Regions from separate parts of the Triticum aestivum genome. Here region 1 is linked to region 2. A link is a contact called in public Hi-C data. All regions are on one chromosome and are shown on one strand. Each heading gives the region's core, a stretch centred on a gene start, on an enhancer-like site or on the middle of the called end of the contact. The rest is flanking DNA. Distances are from core to core; before and after follow the strand shown. Region 1 holds the start of LOC123184633 (SNF2 domain-containing protein CLASSY 2-like). Region 2 holds the start of LOC123187368 (heat stress transcription factor A-2b).

What was found. Hi-C and Micro-C count contacts between places; a contact is called where the count stands out from the background.
Region 1: a contact with region 2 is called in a Hi-C map of leaf, with 4 times the contacts expected there. The contact joins the promoter of LOC123184633 here to the promoter of LOC123187368 in region 2. A contact is called at or near these places in 3 of 5 Hi-C or Micro-C datasets (leaf and root).

What each region holds. Positions count from the first base shown.
Region 1 is chr2A:47,388,018-47,390,717 of IWGSC CS RefSeq v2.1, reverse strand. It overlaps LOC123184633 (SNF2 domain-containing protein CLASSY 2-like), which reads left to right and starts at 1,294. Exons shown (of 5, transcript XM_044596724.1): 1 at 1,294-1,478; 2 at 1,591-1,841; 3 at 2,188-2,700. The coding sequence starts at 1,415.
Region 2 is chr2A:47,150,602-47,153,301 of IWGSC CS RefSeq v2.1, reverse strand. It overlaps LOC123187368 (heat stress transcription factor A-2b), which reads right to left and starts at 1,362. Exons shown (of 2, transcript XM_044599219.1): 1 at 622-1,362. The coding sequence starts at 924.

The DNA.
Region 1 (2,700 bases), core at 45-2,544, 240 kb before region 2:
GCCATTTGTTGCTGCTTCGCCTCTTCCCCAGACGAGCGTGTGCACTCGAGTACTTGGCCTGACCGCACCTCAGCGAAGAGACCCAGAGGCCAGAGCCTTCTCCTCCGCCCTCCCCTTGCTCCCCTTCCACACTCATCTCTCCAAGAACCTTCTACAATCTACATGGTCGCCTCCGCCCGCCTGGGCAATCGCAATCTACGTTCCCCTCTTTAGCTCCGCCGCCGGCAACCATTGCCCCTCGTCGCTAGATTGGTTTTGCGGCCGGCAGCTAGCGGCGCCTCCTCCCATTCCGTCGGTACGTCCGGGGAGGATATGCTCTGTTTCCGTCGATTCTTGCTCTCGTGTATGGGGCGTCTCTGGTCGATCGACGCAGGAAATAGGCTTAAATAAGCATGGATCCACCGGCGCTTCGAGTTTGTTCTGTTCCGTCGCAGATTCTCTCATCTTTTTTCTGTTTCACCAGATCGAATCCGTGTTTTGTTTGCTCTTAAACACGATTTCTTTTCTTGGATAAGCAGCACTAGACAATTTGTTTTTCGTCACATTTATTAGTAGTATCGGTTCGGCACTAGTACATGAATCTTGCATTTTCTCGAGAAAAATAGAGTAAACGAATCTGCATGCATATGGAGATACTCCGTAGAAGAGTGCGGAATTTATTCACCATAGATCGTGCTTTGAGATTCTCACGTTGTATGTCGCTATATTTGTAGGAGTACCACTCTCTCTGCATGCATATGGAGCATTTGTTTGTGCAAATCAATTTGTATGTATGTTCAGCGTAGGAAAATAATTAACGATTAAGTGATAGTCGAATCTCGACCTCCTTTTCTTTTTGCGAGGAGTCGAATCTAGACCTCTTGGATCTTCGTTTTGTTCCGTCGCAGATTCTCTCACCTTATTTGTGTTTCAGCAAAAAATAGTATCAGTACATGAATCTTGCATTTTTCTGGAGAAAAGAAGAGTGATGTAGATATTTATGATAGTGTGGAATTTATTCACCATAGATCGTGCTTTGAGATTCTCACGTTTTATGTCGCTATATTATGCACCATTGTGCTCTCTCTATGATGAATTAATTCATATTTTGCTTGTGCAAATCCATTTAATTGTATATATTCTGCGTTGGAAGATAACTAATGATTAAGTAATAATCAAATCTAGATCTCGTTGCTCAATCTTTTAAGATGTGAAATGAGATGTGCTACAACGAAGATGACGAGAACATGCGAATCTCAAAGCATGAACTGATGCTAGATTTAGGGGTTGTATGGCCCACCGGGGGCAGACATGTACTGTCCATTTAGAATATTGTTGATCAAAAAATTCAGATTTCTTTTTCGGTATGAAGCAAACCATTACAAAATTCTGCTTAGCAGGCAGTTGAATTTCACATCATGAGGTGCTAAGCTACATGGCTGAAGATACGCTCAAGGGAGGACCTAAAGGTCGCTGGAGCCATCCCATCAGTGAAACCTGTAAGCAAGTAGCATGGCAATTATCCATTAAACACTGCTAGGATCAAATATCTATATATAACTTTACATAAAAAATTATCTATATATAACTGAATATCTCCTTTGCTTGCAGCATTTGAAGCATTTTATGATGGCTCATGGCATGGAGTTAATTGTATAAGGGTCAGGGATGGTGGTCTGTTCGTTAAATTTATCTACTCTGGTTCCACAGTCGAGCATAATGTGGATGGGGATCATCTGCGCCTACGTTCCAGAAGGGCTACGTACTTTGACTGCTCACATGTTCTCAAGCCGGGTGTTGATATCTGTGTACAATCGTCTCATCAACTGCAAGGAAGTGCGACTGGGGAAATGAAATCTTCGGTATGTCAACCTACTATTTATGATTAATTGTAAAAGCTTTACATACCCATTCTGTTTTATCTTCAAAAAGTACACAGTAATGAATTTTTAGGAACAAAAAAAAACATAATGTGCTGAATATGAAGACTTGAATGCAAAAGCCATACCATCATCTGTTATGCACGTAATTTAATATCAGTATTTTTTCTCACACACAGACCCAAATGTGTGGCTTCTTGTATTAGAAGAAACTTTAAGATGACAAAAACCCTACTACAAAAGAAGGAACCAAGAGTTTAAACTACCAATGAACTGTATAGGGAAAACTGCATCATATCTTGATTACTTTATTCTCTTATACATGCAGATGTTACTGTGTCATGATGCAAGGCTCATCACAATCAAGAGAAATCATATTGAAGATCAGTGTCTCTGCTTGTTTGTTATTATGCTCTACAAGAACCAATGTCCTGACAATACAGAAAATGGACAAGTGATATCTGATAGAAGAGAGCAGCTGGTGACCCTAAACAATATCTTCCTCTTGCAAAAGCTCCAACCTAAGGAGCTCCATGAGGGAAGCGTACAATGGAGTTGTGCAGAGGACTGCCTTTCTCACAACAGAAGCAAGCTGTTAAGTGCAAGATTCTCCCAAGAAATTGCACATCTCGTAGTTTTGTCTATCCTGAATGGAATGGAGTTCAGCATCAAGTTGGTAGAAGGAAACATCATCTACAGAATCATCAAAGGAGGCCGAGCGCGTTGCAATATTGATTCCATCAGCACACCTCCAGGCTTTGGCAACAGCATGGAGATAGTTTCATTCCAACTACGCAATGAGGCTTTATGCCCAATTATCAGGAATATCCCTGTCACTCAT
Region 2 (2,700 bases), core at 113-2,612:
GTAAGGATAAGTGCACATGGAACAGACAGAATAAACTTTCCTCGACAACTTATTTTCTCTTAATGATGACATACGGTTTATCCATCACATCCAGCCCAACAGGTAAAGTTTCGTGAATGCGCTAGCTTCTTGTTAACTGAAGTTTATTAGCTAGGGATTCCCATGCACTTCTCTACATAAATATTGTGTATTTGGATATATATATATATATATATATATATATATATATATATATATATATATATACCACTCCGACGCATTTCTGGGATATATATATATATATACCACTCCGACGCATTTCTGGGATTTAGCTCTGCTTGTTTAGTGTGATACCACCAATTTTCTGAAGTACAAAATGTCCTAATCATAAAGAACAAGAGATGACATCTCCAGCCGAATAGTTAATAATATTCTGCAGTTGTAATTGCCTTTTTTCTGTACTTCCCTTCACCAAATTGGCAACACAATCTCAATGGCTACATTGGACCAATTTTAGGTAACAGTCTCACAGTCACAGCACTGCATTTGGGATGAAAAAAGAAACTACATTCACAGGCATCACAAATCAGCTGCATTGCAAATCTGCAGGAGGAATCAAGGGAATCAGGCCAGCAAGCTTACATAGGTGTTGAGCTGCCTGACGAAGCTGGAGAAGTTGCTGTGCTTGAAGTGCCTGGGCAGCAGCACCGTGGCGAAGGCGTGCGGATCCCACACCACGAAGCTGTTGTTGCCGGCGCTCCACGACATGATGCTGTCGGTGTTGGGGTCATCGACCATGTCGTACGTCTTCGTCAGGAACGGCGGCGGCCCGGCGTCGTGCAGCCCCTCCATCGGCCTTGGCGCCGCCCCGACCGCCGGCGAATCGCCTCTCCCGTGGGCGCCCTCCTCCTCCTCCTCCTTGACCAGACCCGGCACCGGGTCCATACCCCCAAACCCCAAGAACCCTCCCACGCAAGGAACCACACCGCTCAGCAAGAAGCTGCCTTGCCACGCAGGGAACGCGCCGGAAGCCCGGGCCCGGCGAGAAGGTGGGTGGGACGGGCAGGGGGAGGGGAGGGGAGGGGACAAGATAAGGCCGGGGAAATCGCGCTACGGACACGTCAAAATCGTATCACTCCCACCCGCCGGAAGCGCACGCGAAAGCGGCTGAAAGATTGCTGGGGACCAGATGGAGACGGAGGCGCGTCGCGAGCTTTAGGCGGCAAGGCAAGCGGAGCTGCGGGCGGGGAAGTTTGCGGCGGAGCTGCCGCCGGGATGGGATCGATCTCTCCTCTCGGCGGCTGGAGTGGCGGCGAGGGGAGGAGCGGTGGGGAGCGGAGCGGAGAGGAGAGGAGAGAGATTGCTATTTTGGGAATGGAGCAGGGGTTTGGAGGAGGATGAAGGGTGCGGGTCGGGCACGTGTCGGGGCCTGGGCTCGACGCGGGCCTCGCATGGGCCGGAGCGACAACTGTCGGTGTGTCTGGCTGTGCAGCTGTGCCCGGCTCACGATAAGCGGCACAGCGGTGGGATGCGGTTAGGTTATTTTGTTTTTTAATGGCAAGTGTACGCGCCGGTTGGCCGCGCCAAATTTGAGCCGGTTGCCACGCCAGCCGTTTGATTCGTCTGTTCGGATTGGATCTTATCGTGCGCAGGTCCTCCTTTCTTGCGAGTACGAGCTGCGCTTATATAACACACATGCACCCTTTTCATGGCGCCCCCCTCTCTTTCCCAGCCCTCGTGAGATACCTCTGCCCCTGTCATCACAGCTTCGCACGCCATGCGCAGCATCGGCCGCTCACATGAAACGGTTGAAGCTCTTTTCAATGTCAGCTGAAGCTTTTGCCACCGACGGTTGCAACTTTTCGTCGTTGTCCATGACTTCAAGTCTATGGTTGAAACTTTTTTCTTTGTTGTTTGAAACTTTTCTCGTCGCCAATTGCAGCTTTTGTTGTTCATGGTTGTAGAATTTGTCGCCGGTTGCAGCCTTTTCCTCTCATGGTTTGTAACATCTGTTCGCCATCGGGCCGTCATGGGTTTGCACCTTCTTGTCAATACGCCGGCTGCAACACACGACGCAGTTCTAGCAAAAATTCACCATTGTTGCACCCCCGACGTCGGTCAATTTCAGGAAATTTTCATGATGATTGTAGCCCCGATGTCGTCCAGTTCCAGCGCATGGTCACCACGTCTCCAAACTTTGGCTTGCCGATCGCAGCTCCGGACGTCGCTGGTCGCCCTGCCTGGGTTGCCGGTCGCATCATCCAGTTCTCGCCCCGTCACGCACGGCCATGGGGGCCTCCCACAATCGTCATCTTATAAATGGCATGTTGAAGCACGCAATGAGCCCGAAAAAACAGTGGCTAGCTGCGGGGCACACGGCAGCTGAAAGTGCAATCTTGCCCTTAAATATATTTTGATGTTGATGACAAACTACATACAAGGGGCTAATTATGTTTGTTGAGTATATACACAGGATATTAGTTTTCTTGGCATCATTAAGTGGAATCATGGACACATCAAACAAGATATGGTTCAAGCAAATGACCAACAAGAAAAGAAGCGTTTGTGTCTTTTATACATTTGTTGAGTAATAGGGATCCCATACTATTAAGAGGGATTTAAGTGGTATGTTCAAGTTTTACTCAAGTCTCATCATTAGGTCACTATCTATTAACACACACACACACACACATTGTTTCACAAGTGTTTCAAAAAGACCAA